2 separate regions of the Danio rerio genome follow, and region 2 is linked to region 1. A link is a contact called in public Micro-C data. All regions are on one chromosome and are shown on one strand. The core of a region is the stretch at or near the end of the contact, and the rest is flanking DNA. Distances in the headings are between cores, read along the strand shown. Region 1 has its middle 14 kb from the start of sgsm3. Region 2 holds the start of elfn2b (extracellular leucine-rich repeat and fibronectin type III domain containing 2b).

The links. A called contact is a pair of places that touch in the nucleus more often than the background predicts.
Region 2: a contact with region 1 is called in a Micro-C map of caudal fin, with 6 times the contacts expected there. The contact joins the promoter of elfn2b here to the enhancer-like site in region 1. A contact is called at or near these places in 7 of 18 Hi-C or Micro-C datasets (caudal fin, embryo, hematopoietic stem cells and 2 more) and 1 of 4 datasets of contacts at active chromatin or transcription factors (caudal fin).

The regions. Positions count from the first base shown.
Region 1 is chr3:32,310,165-32,316,358 of GRCz12tu, forward strand. No RefSeq gene overlaps it. Among named protein-coding and RNA genes, the nearest start is that of sgsm3, 14 kb to the left of the region's middle. Within about 2 kb of position 3,952, at least 3 of the 62 cell types and tissues checked have an H3K27ac peak or open chromatin away from gene starts, as enhancers often do.
Region 2 is chr3:32,547,974-32,554,167 of GRCz12tu, forward strand. elfn2b (extracellular leucine-rich repeat and fibronectin type III domain containing 2b) reads right to left here and starts at 2,339. Exons shown (of 4, transcript XM_068219140.2): 1 at 2,264-2,339.

The DNA of each region.
Region 1 (6,194 bases), core at 2,702-5,201:
TTTATTTATTTATTTTTGTTGTTTTTTCTATTTCTAATGTGGTTTATTTAATCACAGCAGTAAAATACATACATTTTTAGCAGTGCTTTATACTTTAATAATGGCTCAAAATGTTTTTATGTGAATTTCTATCAAATGAATACTGCCTTGTCGAGCACAAATACAAAACTTTTGAACAGAATAATACATTTTAACAATTCTACTGCAAATTTTAACAGTTTTTAAACCATGGTTTAGGTATAAAATAACTGAAATTAATAGGTTGAAAAATAGGTTTACATTATAGGTTTATAAAAATAGGTTTATATTATTAATCTATTTGTTTAATACATGTTCTTTATTTTAAGTTGTTCAATAGATTAATCTTACTTTGAACTGTTTTAGTTGCATATTTCTCGTAAAAAAAGCTTCTGATCTTGATAAAATATATCCTGATTAAAAAAAAAAAAAAGCAGGCAGTATATTTTCATTACCGAATGTTTGTCATCAATTAACCAAACCGCAGTATGCTAACTAATGTGCTGAAAGATACTATCATTTGCAAAAGTTTACTTTAGATGTCTATTTTTATTTGTAAAAGATGCACCGCTGGCTAAAGTGTCCATTGATCTTTTTGCATGATAATATTTGAAAATCCATTGTTCCAGAAACATCTTGTACAAGCAAAATTGGATTACTCCGGAGGCTGGGATGAGTGGACGTGCAGAATCATTGTTGTAATTTGCCAACTATAGGGCTCAGCTGTACATGCTGACGGGGCCAGTGACCCTGGTGTTTTGCTTGCTCTGCGTGTGCGCCGAGGCCCCGGGGCCCTTGCGTTCAGCTTATAGTGAATGTGCTGCAGGGTCCAGTGGCCTCAGTGTTCAGCTTGAACTCAATGTGGTGAGCTCATTCTGCATGTTTTGAGGAGTCCAGTGGCCTCAGCCATCACCTCACAGCGCATGTGCCAAGGGCCCTGGGGCTTTGGAGGACCCTGGCAGTGTTGGGCCTGAAGCACTGGACTGCCCATAATCAAGCTCTATGGGTGACCTACTAAATTAATCAAAATGTGCAGTCAGAGCCTACTACATGAACTATAGTATATCATAACTTTGACTTTCATTTTGATAGTGACAACTGTACTGTGAAATACTGAAGCAGATCATAATAATAACATATGCTATTATATTTAAATCCCTAATATATATTATTTAAATTCCTTAGAATAAAATTTGTACAAATTATATGATTCTGAAACTGTAATTATATATATAAAATTACATGTATGTATATGTAAAAACTTGCTGGATAAGTTGGCGGTTCATTCTGCTGTGGCGACCCCGGATTAATAAAGGGACTAAGCCGACAAGAAAATTAATGTAATAAGAGCTAAAATACGTAAATAAATAAATGAATAATCTATAAATATTAGTTTTGTATTTTATAAAATAATAATTAAAATAATTATAAATTGGTATTCTAATTGAAATTATTATTAATAAATAGTTAAAAATTTATTTGTATTTTATTAATATTTCTTTATTTACTTCATTGTAATAATAAACAAATAAATATTAATAATAAGAAAAATTCCAATTAAATGTGTTTAATTTGTTCATTCTGTTTCTAATCAAATTTCATCCATGTTAAATAATTTTAAACAATTAATTACTATAAAATCATTGTAAACAGGGTACATAAAGAACAACAAAGAATACTAGTTTTCCAACAGTCTGTCTTTGTCTCTTTTTGTTGCACAGGTCAGATTATACAGTTGCTTGTAAAAGAGCTCTGCTGATGCGCTCATTCATCTGTGTGTGTGTCTCTGCACATATGCTAATCATCGCTATTCACTCTGACAGTCAAGCTCAGGCATTTAAAAGGCTTGAGAGAGGAAGTGCCATAGAATCTACAGGATCCACAGTTCATGCCGTGAACTCCTTTATTATACCTGTGAAAATAACTATGTTTGTGTCAGTGCGTGCTTGAGGGAGCATTTAATATATCTACTGAATACATTACATTACAGGTTTCAGAAATCTGCAACTGCAGTCTCTGTGCTTGTGTGTTTGTCTATTTGTTTATGTGGTTTACAAGGACATATTTGTGTAATGAAATGGGTTTGATACACCGGTTATATTGTTAAGGTGGTTTATGAGGACTTTGAAATTCAAAAAGCTTAAAGGTGTAGTTAGTAAGTTTGACACCCAGTGGTTCAACTAGGTATTGCACTCTTTGTTCAAAATGCACACAATTGCAGGTTGCCAGATTTTCGAGACAAACAGCAGTGTGTGCCTGAGGATCGAGTCTAAAGGCTGATTTAAGGCCGATTTAAATTGTGTTGTAAATAAAAGCAACATTACTTAATAGACTGATTATTTTCCATATTAAAATTAGTTTTTGTTTTAATCATCACCTGAAATATATATATTAGAAATGGCTTCTATTTCTTGCAGCTGAACCAACAAACATCAGTGATTCAGCATGTACATTTAATAATGTTAAAGAGGTTTACTATGTATTAATCAGATTTTAAACCTCACCATTTCATTGGAGTGCAGTAAGTGCACTATTCTGTGCTTCTGAATGGCTGTATTTAAATTTCTGTTGTATTTCATCTGGTGCAAACAGCTAAACTGCTTATCACTGCAAATCGCCTCAAGTAACCTGCTCACCTGTTTACGTTCATAATATTTAGATTATTTGCTAAATAATAACCATCTCATGTGGAACTCTGAATCTGCGTCTTATTTCAGAGTTTGCTACTGTCAGTGTCCACCGGAGTTCACATTTTGGTCCCAGACGCATACTTTGAGAGCCTTCATAACTGAATAAATGAAATACACTGTTTTCCACCAAGGCAACCCAAGGTGCTAAAATATAGTAGGCTAAACTGGCATTAAGCGGGTTAAAGTGACCAAAACAAAGACAGATATTTCAGCACGTAAAGCACATTTTCAAAGAAGAATATCTGACTTCAGCATTGTATTTCAGATTAACAAGAACGTTCACTTAGCTGTTTCTTAAAAGCTGTAAACATATCATGGTATTCTTATGCTTTAGAAAAGTCAAAAGCTTACATAAAGCACCTTTAACAGTTACCACACTTAACAGGGTCTTTTGACATTCAAACTTTGCCACAGGTTTTCTGTGAGGTTTAGGCTTAGCGTTAGGTTTAGGTAAAAGCCTTATTAAGTGTTTTTTTTGACAGTACAGAGTATATTATTCCTATGATTGGTCTTCATAAACCGCATAAGTATGTTTGGGGGTTTAATGATGTATAAACTGGTCACTATAGGTGTACAGAGTGGGTGATTACATCAGAAGGTAAAATCTCAGAAACTACATTCTTTGTACTTGACCATCCTATGAAGAAATATGACAGGCTTGGACAATCCTTAATCCGTCAACCTTCAACAGATTACATTTGTCCTGACTCCATCTGTTCAACTGTGACGCAAAGAAATTGAAAATAACATTTTCTCTTCTGGGATTCTGAAGGCAAAGCTGGATTTCCAGTCCTTAAGGAGCAGGGCAAGAGTTCAGCGTCTGTGCCGCCTTCGTACTATCCAAACAACACAAAGGCTGATGTCTACCCTTTTATACTCTATGAATCAGCCTTACTAGTTACTCTCCATTGGGTCAAATATGACAGCAGAGATCTGACAATGAGAAATAAGCACGATGTTTGGCGATAGCCTTGAGCTTTCTAATTCCAGCGAGCTTGAGTAATGTGTTAACTGGAGCCCTGTTTTTGCATGGAAGGACAAGATAATGATTTTTTAAAATCTCCAGCTTTAGTTGAAGGAATACATCATGAAAAGAGGGGGAAATTCTGTCATTGTTTTTTCAACTTAATGTCATTCCAAACCTGTATGACATTCTTCTTTTGTGTGAAACACAAAAGAAGATATTTCAAGAGGTTTCAGCTGCGTTTCCTTATGTGGGGAAGTTTCAAAACACAGAGAGGACAGCCCATAAATTTAACGGTACAAAGCCTTACAGGGACATGTTTATGCAAGGTCAAACCAAATGACATAGAGGGAAAACATATGTTCCAATGTAGATTTTCTAGGGTGAATGCGATATGAAAGAACACAACTGTGTTGTAAGAGGATGCAAAGATTGATGGGGGCACGCAACGCTTTTGTGAAAGATACAAAGTTTCAGGAGAGAATGCAATTTAATAATTTACTGGAAAGTAACACTTTTGTGAAAGAATGCAAGAGAACACAAATCTAGATTTACTCAAAGCAAATTAGCTCGAGATAAGAGTCCAATAAAAGTGCAGATGGGACTGGAAATACGATGCACAAATTAAACTACACAAGCGCAAGAGATTATTTTCTTAATGTAAGATGCAAAGCATAAAACAGCAAAAATTACATTGTAAACAAGCAGAGCTACAGATGATAAGGTTACAATACAAGTGTAAAATGGGTTTAGAGATCTTTTTTGGTGTTAAATAATGTCTTAATAGTAAACAACAGGAAATACTCTCTTCCCATAAATTTTGTGTAAATGGGGAAACAAAAATGTTTATTGAGAGAATGCAAACTTTCTTTTAGAGCATGTGACTCTTTTAGAAAAGAACAAAAAGTTTCACAAGAGAATGCAAGTTTTATGGGGGGTAATAGCACTTTTGTGAGAGAAAGCAAAGTTTCACAGGAGAAAGCAATGCTTTTATGACAGAAGACAACTATTTTGTGTCTGTAAATCCGAAAACTGAAATAAAAATAGAGTAAATTTGATTTAAACAATAATCATATTCCAGTGTTTTTGACTGAAGAAATTCTATATGAACACAATATTTGACTATAGGCAGAATTTATATATTTTTGCATGGCATTATAGTACTAGTTGGAGTTTTACTTTTTTAATAAAAATGCAAAAATGTCAACAATTTTGTGTTTTTCTGTCAATATACAGGGCTGTGTTTACATTAATGAGGAAAAAAAATGATTTTGGCAAATGGCTGCAATATGATAAGAGGTGAAATTTTTTGAGGGGGTCTGAATACTTTTTTTATGTTACAACTAATATATTATGGTCTTTTTATTGCTAACTAACACATTAACCATAAAATATCTGAAATAATGTGATGTTTATGTAAACAAGCACAAATAGCCTTTTAATTAGTGAAGTAATCTTGGGTGTTATAATATAAGAGAAAGACACATTCAGGTCTAATTTTCACTTGATTTAAAGATTTAAAAGAGTGTCATGTAATGTTTTGAGTTTTGAGGTTACCACTTTCCAGAAAAATAGCACTTAATCTTTGGATGTTGGCAGATTCTTTTACAACAATGCTGCTTGTCGTTTCATCATACATAATGTCAATCTACTAGGCTTTATTAAAGCAGTTGCAGTTTAAACTGCAATAATTAACAGACATTAAGCAACAGAATTGTAATGGCTTCACAAAAGTAAGTTGTCTTCACATGATTATTCAAGCAAAATTGATTAAACATAAATAGTTTAATTAAATTAGGTTACACCAATGATTTATTTAAGTGTAAAAAACTGTTTGTTTACTTAAATGTTTTAAGTTAATAAGAATGTTTTGATTATTCTTATCTTCTCTTGTTTCACAGTGTGAAAAAAAGCAAAGTTTTGTGAAAGAACACCAGTACTCATGGGGGAACACAGCACTTTACTTTTGTGTAATAGTGTTTATCTGGGGTACAAGATAAGATAATCAAAATGTATTCCTAGAGAAAGTTAATTTTAAAAGTATTTTTAAATTCAAGATCAATATCCTTAAACTTTACAGGTGACAAGCAAGAGCCTCCTAAAGTCTTGAATAAATCTTGGCTTATTTGGTTCATTTGTATGCAACCTATGACAATATTAATACAAGACCCTTCTGACACAAGTGAGTGATGCAGCAGAGACAAGAGAGCAGGATGTCTTGGAACAGCAAATCAATAGCTAGTGACAAATGAAGTCTATGAATGATGCTGAATGAAAGATTTAACAGTTAAGCATGTCTCCAGGTACAGAGATGATAAATGTAGTTTCTGTGAGTGAAAGATATTTTAACTTAAGTTGTTAATAGTTTTATAATAAGGAAAAAGAAAGATATTTTGATCTCGGCTGTAAGGTAGTTACTGTTGGGCTCATGCCAGCTCATAGAGATGGACTGATATGGATATGAAGTAATTGAGGGAATGGACTGCTGGGTAGCTATCTGGGAAAAGACAGATCTGTAAGAA
Region 2 (6,194 bases), core at 1,089-3,588, 240 kb after region 1:
TAACTAACTAACATATGTCAAAATTATCATTTTTTTCGTGTATGCTAAAAATTATTACAATAAGTAAAGATCATGTTGCATGAATATATTTGGTAAATTTTGTACCATAAATATATCAAAGATTATTTTTTTTATTAGTAATATCCATTTCTACTAACTTAATTGGACAACTGTAAAGACAATGGTCTCAATATTTAGATTTTTTTACCCATTGGATTACAGAAATGGCCAGATATTACCCTATTCTAAAAAAACATACACCGGTGGAGGGTTTATTAATCCAGGCCTGTAGTCAAGGGGAGTGGGGGGGGGGAGTTCAGGTGGTTCTCACCCCTCAACAACAAAGGTCCAGAATGAGTCCTATACATGAGCCCAGTTGTCCCATTTGGACTGCTGCTCCATCATAAATTGTGAAAATAACCAACACAATCTCACGTCAATTCGTAACTTTTTTATTTGGTGGCTAATTATTTTGTAAGATCTAACTCGTACAATTTAGTGTGATTTGGGTTTAGGGGTTTGGTTAGGTGCCACACCTCCTTTTTAAAAATCATAAAATTTCGTACAACTGAATTAGCCACTAAACTGACAAAACCTGTTGAAAAAAGCTTTAAGACCAAGTCAAATCATCTGTTGAACGTCACATCATTGTGACTACAGCTAATCAGTTTTGGCCAATGCAAACTATGATTTTTCATGAGTTCAACATCCAGCTGTGCAAGAAAACATACAATCAGATGTAAGTGACGTCATCTTTAACTGTATTGTTTTTAAATGAAGAAAAAATTTTACAAGAAACTTTTATTGTAAATCTTGTTTTCTTGAAACAAAAAATACTGATAAAGCGATGCAAAGCACCAAAAGTGGCCCATATTAAAATTTATTTGAATTAAAGTTGTGCCTAAATAGTCACTAAAATGCAGTATGTAAATACCGTTATTAAATAGAAAATAAGGCGAATAACTGCAAAAAGGTCCACATTCTGAGAAAAAAAGAACCACCTCTTACGCCAGGTTGGCTACGGGCCTGTACATTATTTCAAATGTTCCATCAACATTTAATTCAGCAGATACATTTACATTAAAATGAAACAACAAACAATTTCTCATTTGTACTTATTAAAAGTCATAGAAGGGTAAACCCATGGGTTCAAAGATATCGGCCAAGTGAATTTAATGCGACAATTAGTTCGTGTTTGGGGCTGAACTGTAATCCTTAAATGTACTAATTTAGTATGTCATCAGGTGATTCCTGATCTTTTATCCCTGACAGGGCTTTTTATTATATAAATTATTGGTACACTGAATGACATTTTAGATCTTTAGTAAATAATACTAAAACAGTTTGGTCATTGTATGCTTTTACCTGTGAAATTTATTATAAACGTCTTATTCTTTCTCTTTCTCTCAGTGTGAAACATTTTTGATTAAAAACAGACAGCTACAAAAGTCCAACAGGTTATGCTAGAAACTGTGACTAAACAATGCAGTGTAATGAAAACCTGTGTCACATTTATTTGTCAACGCATTTTTAAAGCACTAATCATAATTCAGAATCTCTCACACCCTAACACGCACATCCTCTGAGCTGTGAATGTAATTCCAGCACACTGTGCGTGCAGACGCAATGCTTTCTGACAAACATACGCACGAATAACACGAGTCTAGTCAAAGTTATGAAATACCGAGGGAACAAGCTTCTTCCGTCGTCTGGATGCCGAAACCGTGTCACGTAGCTCGCCAACAAAAACCCGCCATGGTATATTAATACCAAATCCTCTCCGCACATCTGTCAGCGGCGATCTAACGGTGCGCGCTAAGTGCATCTCCCGCAGTCGCCCTGCATGATTATTACATGCCCATAGATTAAGACCAGCTCCCAGTGAACTACAGCCTTGTAAGAAGATGTAGGAGCATTCATTTGGCACCATGCACAAGTAACACTCTCACATCAAATCTGCATTTTCAGCTTCAAAGATTGCTTTGAAACGCACATGCTTTGAGACGCATGGATTCTGTCAGAAAGCGCGCTGCGCCAGAGACGCGCAAATGCGTTATAGGGGCTTCTACATGATTTCCGGAGAGCGCGTGAGTCGCGGCGCGTGCAGGTGGCTTTTCATCTGAGCACTGCGCAGTCTGGGCAACCACGATGCATGATCTACGATACTGTGTGTAGAACAAGCTGGTCCATCTATCGCGCCAAGGCATCATTGATATTGACTACTGTAAACATTTAAGATATAATTACAGAAAAAGTTTCTTACCTCTGTCGGTGTCTTCTCGGAAAGATTCCGCGGTTTGTTTAGCTGCCTATCCGCTTTACTACACTGTGGGATCAGTGAGAGATACAGAGAGAGAGAGAGAGAGAGAGAGAGAGAGAGAGAGAGAGAGAGAGAGAGAGAGAGAGAGAGAGAGAGAGATGGGAGGGGGGAGTAAGAGAGAGAAGATCGGGGTAGACCTCTCTCTACATCTCCACACCACTCTGGGATGATGCCACTCCTGCGTGATCTCAACCGCAATGTGAAGCTACCCCGGTGTGTTACGAGCAGATGCCATCGCATTTAGTCAAAAGCATGTTTTTTTTCTCATTCATGCAGCTATTCATCAAATATAGCAAGGTATCCGCCTACTCACTTCATGTTAATGGACAGTTCTGTTCCGACTTTAAATACTGGCACCTAACAATAATTGCAGAGATGGTCGAGGCACAATTTAAGATTCTTCAGATTTCTTGACCAGTGAAAACATCTAAAGAATTACACTCTTGAAAAAAGAAAATACTTTTAACGAACAATTCTCATAAAGAACATTTTCCACCACAAATAATAGTTTGTATAATTAAAAGTTTAAGTGGTTGATTAATGTTAAATTATGTTTATTTAACCATCAATGGCAATAAAGAACAATAAATACATTTTCATTTCACTTTTTGAAAAAAAAAAACTTTCTTTTTACTATTAATGTTTTTTACAATAAGAAAAAAAATATTTCTTTAAAGAACTTATCATGAAAACACATAAAACGGAAAACTAATCTTAAGTTTAAGCTGAGCTTAACCATAACATTTTACAGTACACCCTTTCAATTTTGATCAGATGTCTCAGAAACATGTGTCTCTAAACACTGTGAACAGTTTATCCATTAACCATAATAACATAAAGGAAAGTTTTTTTTGGCACTTGTAAGAAAACCTTTGAAGCAACTTTAAATGGCACCTCTTCAAATAGATGGAAAATTACAAAAACTTCTTAAATTGGGGTTAAATCAACTATAAATCTTCTGAAACATGCTATTTTGGTTTGATGTTCAAAATTTAAGCTGTTAGAAATCTGACAAATATAAGCATACTTTACTGATACATCATCCAAGAAAAAGCATTGGTTTTACAGTTATAAGTACATATTCTGGTTAAAAATCCTCTTGATGAAATGTGAGATGTGCAACAGGTCTGCTAAGGGTGAAATTCCAAATTAATATGCTGATGAACATATTTTGATTACTGTATTTGTGTTAAGTTAAATGACAAAACATTAAATACATCGAAAGCTGTCAGACACATAATACACTGTTAAAATTTTTGATAATTTTACGGTTTATTTCCGGCAGCTGGGGTGCCAGAAAAAAACAAATAACACCATTAAATTACAGAAATTAACTGTAAAATAACAGAGGTTGAACAACAGAAATTTAACAGAAATTTAAATTTAAGGAAATTTCTGGAATTTAATGACCATTATTTTACCTTTTTCTGGCACCCCAGCTGCCGGAAATAAACAGTAAAATTACAGATTTTTAACTATAAAAAAGCTATAAACTATAATAAAGTCTATAATAAAAAAAACTATAATAAAAAAACTATAAACTATAAAAAAAAGTCTTGTTGGATTATTTTTAATTAACTGTTTACAGATGCTGCCAAAAATAAAAAAAAATTAAATGGAACTTTTGCAATACTATCAAACAAATTATATAATAAATATTTTGTGACAATACTTTACTATGTTACCTTAACTAATTAAAATTAGGGAACTACGTTTCAACTTATTTTTTAGTGTATAGATTATTTAATGGCCCTTTCAGTCAAACGAAATGTAAGTTGACTGTTTTGTGGAATAGTTTTTCTCTGTATGATGGCTGCTTTTAAACCACAGCTTCATAAAGCTTTATAACCTTTATGAGTTTTGGAGTGTGTATCAAAATAGGGCTTTGTTACACCACAATTGTTTTTAAACTTTTGAAACTTTTATGATTCTTCGCTTGAAGATGATGTGTAATACCATAAAGTCCACATGAATCACTCAGATCTCCGATCACTTTTATGAGTAAATGAAAAGATCAATACAGTAGTTAATAATAGTTATTAAACCTTTCTTTAGCAGAGCCCACCGTGTGTGTGTGTGTGTGTGTGTATATATATATATATATATATATATATATATATATATATATATATATATATATATATATATATATATATATATATATTCATATAAAATTATGAAATAATGCTTATTATCGAGAATTTTTTTTATATATATGTACAGGATTTTGACCAGCAGGTGTCCCTAGCACGTGCTTGAACGCTATTTTGCGAAGCAATTGGTTCATTTGTTTCAAAGCTTTGAAAAATGTTTTTTCTCCCATCAACTGACCTAAACACAAGTGAGCAAATTGACCATACCAGAAAAGTTGTGTGAAGCAAACATATTCAATTACAAATCATAGTACATTTGTGGTACTTATTTGGTGTTGTGCAAAGAACTCCATAATAATAATTATTTATTTGTTGATAACATGTCCCTGTAAATATCATTAGCGTGATGAGGAACAAAAACTGTTGGCATCACACTGCTCCGTAGTGTTCATTTTACCCATAAACTGCAATACCTAAAAATGTAGGCACAAGCACATATTTCCAATGAGCCTGTGTTGCAATAAATAATGTATTTATTTATTTTTATTTTAGTGAGTGGCATTTTAATAATCATAATAACTTTTTCACCATAAAGAAACTTTTTATAATGAAATTGTAATGTTTAAAGATATAATTTAATTCAGGGCGGCGCGGTGGTTAGAACTGTAACCTCACAGGAATAAGGCCGTGGGTTCGAGCCTTCTAAGCAAAATAGTCCGTAGTGAATGAGTGTGAAGAAAGTGTATGGGTGTCTCCCAGAACTGGGTTGCGGCTGAAAGGGCATTCGCAAGATAAAACATATCCAGGATAAGTTGGTGGTTAATTCCACTGTGGCAACCCTACATCAATAAAGGGACTAAGCCGAAAATAAGATGAATGAAATTAAGGAATTATTTATTTTAATTATTCATTCAATTTCTTTTGTCTTAGTCTCTATTTCAGAGGTCGCCATAGTGGAATAAACCATCTAAATTTTAATTTATAAACAAAGAAATGCAGCAATTGTTAGCAATTGTTAATAAATAAAGAAAATGAACCAGTAAAGAACAGTTTTTTTTACAAACATGAGGATAAACAGACATTTGGGTGAAAAAAAACTCACTTTAAATGATTCAATTTGTCTTAAATCAGTTTAAGAAACATTCATTTGCTGGTGCCCATATGCACAACATAAGATCAATAAAATAAGAGACAGGGAGAGTTTGGATGCACTATGAAGTGATCCTTGAGAGTGCTGACTTGTAGAAACCCTCCAACATGAGAACATTTCAAGCTCAAAACAACACATTTGCTCACACTGTTGGCAGAGCTGTGACTGTCGGTTCTGTAAGCTGCCTTTTTCCTTCCAACTTGCTAAATCCAATGAAGAAATGCAAGCGTGTTTACTAAATAGCAACCCCAGCCTCCCCAACTCACGACTCAAGTGCTGCAGCTGTGTTCCCATGGCAACATGCCGCAGAACTGAGACAAGCAATGAGCCAAGGTAGAGAAAGAAAAACACCATAAAGCGTGTGACACTGCTTAAAAAAAGACAGATCTTTCTTCTCATCTCATGCTCCCATTCCATCCCACCATTACTGTCATTCTCTACTGTCATGTCCATCCGTCATCAGAGCAGCAGAGGAGCAGGTGCTTTTACAAGAGTGGGTCAAACTATGTGTAAAGCTGGCCAATAAAGTACAGAAAAACAACAATAATACAATACTGACAAATGAAGAAATTGTTTGTTTTAAAGCAAGGCACTCAAGGTGAATAGGGTGAAACAAACAAACAAACATATA